Regions from separate parts of the Mus musculus genome. Here region 1 is linked to region 2. Evidence: chromatin contacts called from public Hi-C data. All regions are on one chromosome and are shown on one strand. Each heading gives the region's core, a stretch centred on a gene start, on an enhancer-like site or on the middle of the called end of the contact. The rest is flanking DNA. Distances are from core to core; before and after follow the strand shown. Region 1 holds the start of Msrb2 (methionine sulfoxide reductase B2). Region 2 overlaps Armc3 (armadillo repeat containing 3).

Region 1 (5,894 bases), core at 3,030-5,529, 71 kb before region 2:
ATCTGGCCTGCCTTATTTTTATATAGACACATGTACCCAAAGCATCTAGGAGAAGGTTCTATTTAGTTAAGGTGGGCAGAAAGCTGTCTTACTTAGGGCTTCTATTGCAGTAATAAAACAGCATGGCCAACAGCTTGGGAGTAAAGAGGTTAATTCCATCTCATAGCTCTCACTGAGCTCAGACTCCATCACTGAGGGAAGCCAGGACAGGAACTCAGGAGGTACAAAATCTGGAGGCAGTACTGTAGCAGACATGATGGAGAACGGCTGCTTACAGGCTTGCTCCTCAAGACTTGCACCCTCAGTGTGCTTTCTTTCAGCCAGGACCACCTTACCCAGGGAAGCCAAGGCCTAGAGTGGGGCTGGGTCCTCCCACAGCAATTGTCAATCAACAAAATGCTCTGCCGGATTTGCCTACTGGATAGTGGTAGTTTTTCAATTAAGACTCCTCTTCTCAAATAACTCCAGCTTGTGTCTAGTTAACAACAATAATAGCAAACAAACAAGTAAAACCCAACCAGAACAAAAGCCTAATACAGATAATAAATGTTTTATTGTTCAACAGTGAAAGGAGTTTATAATTGTTCAGCTCTTCAACCTACCAATAAACAAAGACAGGCTCAAATGCTTATTAAACAGGCCTCAGGGAGGGGAAGGTATGTCTGTCCTAGGCTTCCTTTTGTCTTCATACTGCAGCCTTGGGAGATTTGATCACTTTAATATCTCCAAATCCCAGCCCCTAATACAGACCCCCAAACCTTGGTTTTCCTCCATTATAGACAGATGGGCTGTCCACCTCCATTTATAATCACAATCTGGAAGTCTGTACTCATGTCCATCTGAACTACACACATTCCCCCCCCCCCCCATCTCAACCCACATCTGGACTTGTGTGCTCAGCAGCCACACAAACCAGAACCTTTCCTTTTTGTCCCTAACCAAGTTCTGTGGTTCGGCATCCTCTGCAGCCTGCAAATCTCAATTCATTTCCATTACCGCCTAAGATCAAGTTGCCATCGTCTTCCGGCCACCTCCAGCACAGAGGATTGCAGCTTCCTCACGAGCCTTTCTCTTATTGGGCCACTTCTGATTTGACTCTGTCACGGCTCCAAACAGTTCAGTGTGACATGATACCCTCAGAATGGTTCCCAAACATGACTTCTGAAGCCATCTGTGCCTTGGTCACAGGCGCCACTTGGAAGTAGTACATTCTGTGATGTTCCAGTAACTCTGAGCCACAACCTTGGAGTTCCCAAAAAACATGTCCCTGTTTGTCCTGCCCTGACATTGGCAATCTCCTTCCGCCTTTTCTTTTCCGTTCTAACTCCCCGTCTCCCTGGATGGAACCATTCATAGATGCCAATTATACCTGGTGGGTTGGTGATGCTGTTGAATTCAGCTCTTGCCATCGCTGTCTGTCTGCCTGCCTGCTGATATCTCCACTTCTAACAGAGGATGTTAAATCTCCCAGCATTTGCTCTCAGGTCACAATTTGACACTATGCTGTTAAGTTCATACACATTAAAGACGGTCATATCTTCTTGAAGAACGGATTTCTTTATCACTGTGAAGTACTACAATTCTCTTTTTATCCCTGACAGCTCTACTCTGATGTCTGCTTTATCTTAAATTAACAGAGCTGATTCTGCCTTTGTGTTTTGTTTTGGGAAGCCTCCCTATACAGTCACAGTGGGCCCGGAACTCACTATAGAGCCCAAGTTGGCCTTGAGACCCAGGGATTACAGGCAGACATCAGCAAGTGCTGTTTCTCTCTCTCTCTTTTTTGTTAAACACCAACATGACTTATCATTCTCCTCCCAGTTACTTTACATTATGCGTGTCCTTATCTTCAAAGTAGATTAGGTCATGAGAAGCAAGGATCTTATTATGTTAATTTTAAATGTATTTATTTTTATTCATTTATTATTTATGTTGCTGTGCACACGTCTTTGGGAATGTATGTCATGTGTGTGGTTGCCAGGGAAGGCCAGAAGAGGGCAGTAGCTCCCCTGCAACTGGAGTTTCAAATGGATGTGAGCCCCCTGATGCGCGTGTCTACACCTGAACTCAGGTCCTCTGCAAAAGCAAAACTTGCACTTAACTGCTGAACAGCCACGTCAGCTCCCTCAATTAGCGTCTTAGTAAAGATATTGGAAAAGCAGAAGGTGTAATTCAGTAGAGTGTGATCGCCCTGTGTATGCCAGCTTCTAGGCTTTATCTTCATACCAGAGGCAGGGTCAGGAGAGACAGTGGAGAGGAACTGTGAGCTTCTGTCTCCACTGCACTTGCACTGCAGAAAGCCCATGTGAACACACACAGGACAGGGGACCCAGATGGTGGGTCTCCATTGGAACCAAAGCTATCTGCTTGATATTTGATCTATCAGCCTCTCACATGGTGAGAAACACATGCCGTTTATGCCCACTGCTTAGCATTTGTTATGGATGCTCATGCTCACACATGCCAGTAAAGTTCTGTGGGGGAGCTAGGATCCGAACTCATGCCCACTGACAATCGAGATCTTAACCACAGAACCATCCCCTGCTTCTGTTCTTATTCTCCTTGTAAGACTTACTTTACTTGTATGGGTATTTTACCTGCATCACGTATATACCTGTGCACCATGTGCATGCCTGGTGCCATGGATCCCCTGGAACTAGAGTGAGTTATAAGCTGCCATGTGAAGAGTTTTTGCTACCATAGGTTTTTTGTTATTCCAGATGAATTTGCAGATTGCCCTTTCTAATTCGTTGAAGAATTGAGTTGGAATTTTGATGGGGATTGCATTGAATCTGTAGATTGCTTTTGGCAAGATAGCCATTTTTACTATATTGACCCTGCCGATCCATGAGCATGGGAGATCTTTCCATCTTCTGAGATCTTCTTTAATTTCTTTCTTCAGAGACTTGAAGTTCTTTTTATACAGATCTTTCACTTCCTTAGTTAGAGTCACGCCAAGGTATTTTATATGATTTGTGACTATTGTGAAGGGTGTTGTTTCCCTAATTTCTTTCTCAGCCTGTTTATCCTTTGTGTAGAGAAAGGCCATTGACTTGTTTGAGTTAATTTTATATCCAGCTACTTCATTGAAGCTGTTTATCAGGTTTAGGAGTTCTCTGGTGGAATTTTTAGGGTCACTTATATATACTATCATATCATCTGCAAAAAAGTGATATTTTGACTTCTTCCTTTCCAATTTGTATCCCCCTTATCTCCTTTTGTTGTCTAATTGCTGTGGCTAGGACTTCAAGTACAATGTTGAATAGGTAGGGAGAAAGTGGGCAGCCTTGTCTAGTCCCTGATTTTAGTGGGAATGCTTCCAGTTTCTCACCATTTACTTTGATGTTGACTACTGGTTTGCTGTAGATTGCTTTTATCATGTTTAGGTATGGGCCTTGAATTCCTGATCTTTCCAAGACTTTTCCTAAGCAGCATAAGATATAAAACTGGGTTGGAAAGGAGGTCAGGAGAGCAGCTGCCCAGTGCTAAACCACAGGGCCACGAAATTACAGAGAATTACACCTGGGACTCCTCAAAGACTCCTACTCCTCCCAGGGAAGATGCAAAAGTGTCCGGATTCACAAATGAGGGCAAAAAGCACTTACCATTCCACCCCATCCTGTCTCTTAGCCACTAACAACCTGTTGGAACACGAGAATAATTCACCCACACATCTCAAAACCTAGAGTCACACAAAACCAAGATAGTGTTGCAGCAGCACCCGTGATGGTGCAGTGGGCCAGTCTCACAGGACAGGAGGCAACTAGCAGTCCTCCCGAAGGAAGTGGGGGGGGGGGGGGGGAGGGCAAGGATTAACTCCCGCCCAGGAGAGGGCGCACAAGGTACGGCTGTTGACCGCCACTGGGTCCCTGACAACACCATGGCTCCTAACACGACTTTGTACACCAAAATGTAACATATAAACGAACTGTATGCAAGCATAGGAGAAGATTCGATCCTCTCCGGCATCAGTGCTCCCCCAGCACACCAAGTTTACCAAACGCGTTGCTCTGCTCCGCAACTCAGGCAGCGGGCCGCTGGGACCAGTCTCTCAGGACCTCACAGGAGGCCGCCCAGGGTCAGCCAGGACTGTGAAACCGAAAGCCACGAGAGACGGCAGCGATTGAGGACCTACCTGTGTCCTTGCTTCCCGATCCCGCGCAACCCCGAGCCAGCCGTCCAGGCGCCTGCAGCAAAGGCAGACCCCGCAGCGCTCGCAGCAGTCGCGCCATGACGCTGCCACCAACGGGTTTCCTCCCAAGCCTACCCAACCCCCACCCTCCGCCGGATCCCTCCCCTCTGCCCAGGTCTCTTCCCCTCCTCCAGGCTCTCCTTTTCTTCTGGTGCTCCACCCTACCCCCACCACTTAACTTATCCTCTTGCTCCTCTTGACCTTGATCTTCGCGGAGTGTGTGGAATATCCCGGGACTCCACTGCCTCCTCCTCCCGCAGTACCTTACTCCGATTGGAATCATGACTAGTCTAAAACTTGCTGTGTTTCAGTTTGTTTAGGTTTTCCAGAAGTCATACTAATTGCAGTTGGTTATTTCTGGCTTCCCTTACTCAACATAATTATCTGGACATTGCTGCTTGGTTTTTTGCGTTACATTATGCACAAATCTTTTTTTTGTTGTTGTTGTTGTTCTGAATAATATTCCATTATACTAAACTGTTACTCATTAGTTTAGGCTGTTCTAATTTTTGCACATCAAAAACAAAGCTGCCAGGAGCGTTCCTGTACATGCCTTTTTTTTGGATACCTGGAAGAGGAATAGCCAGGTCTCAAGGGCAACGGCTGCTTCACTAGCAATGTATGAAAGCTCCTGTCATCATCCCCTTCCTACACTTGATTACTCAGGCCTGTTTTTTTGTTGTTGGTTGGTTGGTTGGGTTTTTTGTTCGTTCGTTTGTTTTGCTTCGGTTTTTGAGATCTAATCTCTCTATGTTGTCCAAGCGTCCTCAAACTTGGAATCTTCCTGCCTCGGGACTGAGTTTATAGACATGCATCACTACAAAGTTAGACTTAAACTTCTTACAGTAATAGGCTTCTCTTGTGTTATCTTTCAGTAACTGACAATTAGCCATTGCTAAATCATACATGGTTTTGCCCATTTATTATTAGATTTACTTGTTGTGGATTTTTTTCAAGGTTCTTCCATATATTCTCTGGGCACAAAGCCATTATCAAATCGTTTCCTCACAAATTTCCCTTCCCGAGACTGTGGGCTGTGTTTTTCTGTTTCCTAATTGTGTCTTGGGATGGGAAGTTTTACATTTTGTTAAACTTCATTTTATCGGTTTGATGGTTTGTTTTTGTTTTTTATAGTTTGTGGCGGCTTAGGGGTAACATATTTAACAAATGGAGCTAGTCCAATATTACAAAATATTTTATGTGTTTTCTTCTGCTAATTTTATAGTTTTAAGTTTTACATTTAGGTCTATTATCTATCTGAGTTAATTTTTATTTATTTATTCATTTTTTAAAATAAGGTAATTTTTTTTTTTTTGTTCTCTACTGCCTGCATTTGAGTTCTTGTCAAAATCAGTGTATGGCTGAGAATGCAGCTCTGTAGTAGAGCAATGGCTAGCATTCACGGCCTCAGGGTCGCACACACCCACTGGGGAGAAACCCCAGGTTGGTTGGTTGGTTGGTTGGTTCGTTTGTTTGTTTTTATCAATACAGGGATCTGTTTCTGGACTTTCTGTTCTTTCCGATTAATCAACATGTCAGTGAGTATACAGAGTACTGTAACATCTGCATCCCTGGAGGTGGAGTCAGCTAGTATTTGCAGATCTCTGCAGATCTTCACACTCCCAGAAAACAGAGGGAAGCCTTCCTGGATCCTTCCCTCTCCCTGTTTCCTCTATCCACTGCTTTGAGAACTTTCATCTCA
Region 2 (5,872 bases), core at 2,439-4,938:
AGCAGACTGTATCACAGTCCTATCTCTAACCTCCGAACCCTGCAGGAATCCCAAAAGGACAGAGGTAGATGATAAATTTGAATGACAGTACTTCTAGTAATCTGATGAAATGTATGTGCAGGTGCACGTGTGTGTGTGTGTGTGTGTGTGTGTGTGTGTGTGCCTCTGTGTGTGTATAGTCACATGTATTTCAAATTAAATAAGCATAAATGCAAAGATTAATATCCTGTTAAATGTTAGCAACTGATTCATCCTGATAAGATAAAGACAACACTTTTAACCTAATGAGACAAGAGACAGAAATATCTTAAATACCTTGAAAAGCAACGCTCGATGATAAAAGATTCCCTTCTTGATGTATCCAATTGGTACGACATTGGATTTCAGTTGAAATTTCAACTCACTTATATGAAGTTCCCAGCTGAAATCAGCTAGCTTCTCTTTTGGAATCTTACCGCCCATTTTATCTGCCACATACCTGTGCTCATTACATTGAGATGAAAAACAGTTTTAATCACTTACTTTAGATGATTATATATATAATTGCACATGTAAAAACTACACTTCCTCTGGTTTTTTATTTGTTTTACTTAAAAAAAAATAAGTATACCTGCAGGAAAAAAATCAGCATGCTTATTGTACTGAGACAATCACAGACACATATACACACTGGAATCCTGGTGATTTGATTCAACACAATAAAGAAAATGAATGCTAAGATACCAGTGGACATAACATAGGCCAAATGAATATAAATGTAGTTTTAAATTTTTTTTTTTTAAAGATTTATTTATTTATTTATTATATGTAAGTACACTGTAGCTGTCTTCAGATGCACCAGAAGAGGGCATCAGATCTCTGTTACAGGTGGTTGTGAGCCACCATGTGGTTGCTGGGATTTGAACTTCGGACCTTTGGAAGAGTAGTCGGGTGCTCTTACCCCCTGAGCCATCTCACCAGCCCATAGTTTTAAATTTTTATCTTAGTCTTGAACAGTGGGGGGAGTATTTTAGTCTGAAAGTTGAGGCATTTACTAACTGGTGAGCTTTCTTCTTTCTATTCTTGTGAGAGAAGGTCTCAGCACGTGGCCAAGGCTGGCCTAGCCCTTGTGAGGCTTCTCCAGCCTGACCAGTGTACAGTGCACTGGAGTAGCCCACTGTAAATTTCATGACTTTTTTTCTTTTAGAATTTATCTTTTGGATTAAGAATGATATGGCATTATATAACACTGACATCAAAGGAGAGTAGAAGAGGAGGAGGAAGAAAAATGTACTTCAAGGGTAGCAGGTGTGTGGGAGAGAGAAATTGTGATACTTTGTTTTGTATCCCCACCCCCAAAATACTATCTCCTATGATAATGTCAACAAACATCTCTAAAATTTCTGTATAACTAAGAACATATGGTGGGGAGAAAAATTGAAAAGTTAAAGGAAAGATTGGTCTTTGGCTATACTGTGAAGAATAATGCCTTAAAAACCCTAAATGGGGGGTTTTGGGGGGGGGTGCTCAGATGTAGGGAGAACAGGGAGAGAGAAGGAAGATGGTGGGAGTGGGAGGGACGGGCAATCTCTCTCACCTGCCAGAGAGACCTAGGATAGGAAGAGGCCCCACAGGGTCTATGGAAGTGACTTTAGCTGAGATTCCTATCAGTGGGGGATATGGATCCTGAAGTGATCACTTCCTGTAGCCAGGCAGGACTCTCAGTGGAGAGATTAGGACAGCTACTCACCCACAAAACCTTTGACTCAAAATGTGTCCTGCCTACAAGATGTGCAGGGACAAAGATAGAGCAGAGACTGAGGGAATGGTCAACCAATGACTGCCCCAAATTGAAACCCATTCCATGGGCAGGAATCAATCCTTGACACTACTAAGGATATTCTGTTATGCTGGCCAACAGGAACCTAGCATATCTGTCCTCTGAGAGGCTCCACCCAGCAGTCAATGGAAAGAGATGCAGAGACACCCGAACCTTAGACGGAGCTTGGAAGATCTTACTAAGAGCTGGGAGAAGAATTAAGGGACCCAAGAAGACAGGGACTCCATAGAAAGACCAACAGAGTCAACTAACCTGGACCTTTGGGGACTCCCAGAGACTTTATCACCAACCAAAGGGCGAGTCTGGGCTGGACCTAGGTTCCCTGCACTTGTGTAGCAGATGAGCAGCTTGGTCTTCATTCGAGTCCCCTAACTAGAGCAGGGGCTGTCCCTGAACCTGTTGCTGGCCTACCCGCCTGCCTGTGGATACCTGGCCCCTAAAAGCACCTTCTTGCCTGGCCTCAGTGGGAGAGGATGCACCTAGTCCTACTCCCGCCCAACTTGATGTGGGGGGTGGGATGTGACACCCAGAGGGGGCTCCCACTTCTCAAAAGTGAAGTGGAATGGGGTAGGATTGTGTGAGAGAGTACTGGGAGGAGAGGAAGGGCTGTTATTGGGTTGTAAAGTGAATAAATAAAAATTTAAAAACACACAAGAAGAAAACAAAACAGTGCAACTAAACCAAAACAAAGGACGATGAGGAAGGGAGGTGGAGGCGAGCAGTCACCCCACCTGTAGTGACAGCCCATCCCGCAGCTGGACAGACCTCTGCCATTGTCTTGCTCCTTATTATTGTTTAAATGTAAGCTGATTCAGAAGTGATGTGTGGAGCCTCCGCTAGAACACAGTGTTGAGAAGTACTGCACAAGTGTTTACAAGACTCTCCAGTCAGAGCCATCAAGCCTCAAGGACACAGGAAATCCTTCTAGAGCCAACCGCACTGAATCTCCCCCAGTCCTGTCTGACAGAAGTCGGGGATCTGTCAGCTGAGAGGCTTACAGTTGTCACTTCCGGGTTTGAGGACAGCTACTCGACTCCCACCTGCAGTTGACTGAGCCCCCACTGTGGCTGGTGCTAAAGCCAGCAGTTCACCTGCTGGGTTGTGCCAATCATGGAGCCCGTCCCCATTTTCAGTCCTGCTCCCTTAGAGACCTGCTCAGGGCCTCAGCCTCTGTTTATGGAAGGAGCCCAGTGAAGAAGAGCAACTTCTGAGGCTTACACAGGGCTTGTTCTGTCCAGCAGCAAGCTCTCAGAGTGCCCACAGCCCACTCCCGAGAAATAGCAAATGAACCAGCGGACACCCATTAGAAAAGGAAATGTGTATTAAAACAAAACAAAACACAAACAAACAGCAGGGGGGTTAGAGAGAACTCACAATAGGATGCCTTTAAATGCTGAGTACCTCATACACTTAAGGAACAATTTGGTTTTTAAACATAGATTCATTCACTCACTACCTCTCTAAGATCATACCAAAGATGTGTCTTAACAGCTTAGCTAAAAAAAAAAAAAAAAAAAAAAAAAAAGCAAAAGCAAAAACCAGGTGTTTGTCTCTAAGCGATTTCAACTCTGACTCACACAAAAAAGAAGAGCACCCGTGTGTGAGTCATTGTGCTTCTGCGGGAAGGCAGAGCACGGGCGCTGTAAACCATTGCAGCTTCTTTTGTTGGTTTTATTTTAAAGTAACTTTAAAGAAAAGCAAACCACTGTAAGTTTTTTTTTTTAAAAATCTGAAATTAAAATAGATATACAGAGAGAGAAGGAGAGGGAGAGGGGAGAGACTCACTTGGCAAGGACCTCAATCTGCTCCTTAAGGTTGACAATGGGCAGTATCGACTTGGTCACCTCCAGCACATACACACAGAACTCAGGGTCAGGAGGAGGGTTCCACTCTTTCTCAGGGCTGCCTTCCGTGAACTTGGGCAGTGCCAGGATCTCTTCTTCCTCTTTCACTTTCTCTTCTTCTTTTTTCCCTTTCCCTTTCCTTTGAAAGTAAGCAATAATAAAACCCCATATCCTGTCGAAATGTCCAAATACTAACTATGCTCTGAGTCAATCTGAGAAGCCTCAGGGAAATAAGGAAAGGGTAATCGGGGAGGGAAATTAGTTAAAACAAAATACAATGTGTGTATGTATGTATGTATGTATATATGCAAATGCTATGACAAAGCTCATTATTTTGCATCTATATTAAAAGTTAATTTAAATTAAAAATATAGAGACAATTCAAATGTCCTTTGATAAGAGATGGGTATATAGTGTTAAGACCATACAATAAAATACTGGTTAAGAGTAAAAAGGGATAGGCTACCAATGCACAGAACAATTTGGAAGCATCTCAAAGGCATTATGCTGGCTGGAAAACATCAGTATCAGATGTAACACACGAATGATCCCATCAAAGTCATTCTTGGCTGGACCTGGTAGTCCATGCTTTTAATGCCAGCACTCAGGAGGCAAAGATAGGCAGATTACTGTGGATTCAAGGTCAGCCTGGTCTACAAGTGAGTTCGAGGCTAACTAGGGCTACATAGTAAGACCTTGGAAAGGCAAAAATAACAGAAAAACCACCACCAGGTCTCGTTCTTTTTTCCAGAGAAAAGAATGAGTTGCAGTATCAGGGCAGGACTCTGGGTTGGCTGAGCTTTTTTCTATTCTGACTGTGGTGTCAATGGCTGCACAAATTCCCTCTTTAAAATTCTGTAGCATTTTAAACAGAAAGACATTTTGTGGCATGTTAATTTAAAACTTTGTTGCTTGTATCGTTTTCTTTTTCTTTTTTCTTTTTTCTTTTATTTTTTTTTAAATTTTCCTCTGTGTAGCCCAGGCCATCCTGGAACTCACTATTCACTCCAAGCAAGCCATGAACTCAGAAATCTGCCTGCCCCTGCCCCTGCCTCTGCCTCCTAAATGCTGGGATTAAAGGTGTGCACCACCACTGCCCGGCTAATTAAAGACTTCAATTGCTCTGGGCACTCTGCTTACATCTGCGTGAGTAGTTATTCACGTTTACACCAATTATCCCTAGCATGGGAGGTGGAAAAGCTTGCTCTTCATACACTTCCATTGGCTAACACTAGGCACTAGCTGCTGAATTCCTTGAATCCATTTTCTGTTGGGTACCCTTCCTGCAAATAGCTTGTCCTAAACCTTTGACCCACCTCCAGCCCCGTATGTTATAATTACTTTCAGTATCTCCTGCTAATAGATAATGTCTTCTCTGTCCCTGGTACTCCTTGGGATTACTTTACCAGCCTTTTTTCAGGGGATGGCACTAGCTGAAAGGATGGAAGGACTGACAGAAGAGCAAGTGACTGCCTTAGGTAGTGCTGACCCAACAGAACTTTGGCTGGGGAGGAAAGGGTTTCAGCTTACATCTCTCAGGTGACACTACATCACAGAGGGAAGAAGTCAGGGCTGGAACTTCAGGCAGGAACTGAAATGTAAGCCATGTAGGTATGAGGCCTACTGGCTTACTCCTCATGGCTCTCTCATACACCCCAGGACTCCAGGGATGGTACTACTTACTGTGGGCAGAGTCCTTCAACATCAATCACTAATAAAAAAACATATTCTTCAGACTTGCTTACAGGCTCATCTGCTTGAGATCATTTTCTCAGTTAAGGTTCTGCCTTCCCTGAAGACTCAAGCTGGCAGAAAACCAACTAACATATCCTCTGAGAGGGAGGGGAAGTTCTCTCTAGATTGTCACTACAGCCCCTTTGCAAGGAATTAAAAAAAAAAAAACTTAAAGGATGCAAGAGTCTCTGGCGATGCTCAGCCTTCCCACTTCACAGCTGACCCATACTCTAATGGCCCCTCCAATGGTATTTTCAGCTTTAGAAATGTTTTCTCTTAATAATTGTCAAGGGGCAACTGCAGTAAATGAGACTCTTATGGCATACTCGTGTGGGGTAACATCAAGAGGTTTGTTGAAATATGCTTGGGTGGTGTTGGAACAAGAGTATTTCAGAGTTAATAAAAAGACCGAGTCTCAGGGGTCCAGGTAGGTCAGAACAGGACAGTGTGGGCTATGTAGTGTTCCTCAGCTCAG

The links. Hi-C and Micro-C count contacts between places; a contact is called where the count stands out from the background.
Region 1: a contact with region 2 is called in a Hi-C map of bone marrow-derived macrophages, with 3 times the contacts expected there. The contact joins the promoter of Msrb2 here to the enhancer-like site in region 2. A contact is called at or near these places in 3 of 484 Hi-C or Micro-C datasets (the C10 cell line, bone marrow-derived macrophages and erythroblasts), 5 of 115 datasets of contacts at active chromatin or transcription factors (bone marrow-derived macrophages, effector CD8 T cells, embryonic stem cells and 2 more) and 3 of 9 other capture datasets (adipose tissue, liver and pancreatic islet).

Annotation. Positions count from the first base shown.
Region 1 is chr2:19,370,021-19,375,914 of GRCm38.p6, reverse strand. Msrb2 (methionine sulfoxide reductase B2) reads right to left here and starts at 4,279. Exons shown (of 5, transcript NM_029619.2): 1 at 4,136-4,279. The coding sequence starts at 4,232.
Region 2 is chr2:19,298,402-19,304,273 of GRCm38.p6, reverse strand. Armc3 (armadillo repeat containing 3) reads right to left here. Exons shown (of 20, transcript NM_001081083.2): 18 at 3,605-3,802; 19 at 316-478. Among named protein-coding and RNA genes, the nearest start is that of 4930447M23Rik, 43 kb to the left of the region's middle. Within about 2 kb of position 3,688, at least 126 of the 459 cell types and tissues checked have an H3K27ac peak or open chromatin away from gene starts, as enhancers often do. A contact at or near this core is called in adipose tissue, bone marrow-derived macrophages, effector CD8 T cells and 3 more, where this site is marked.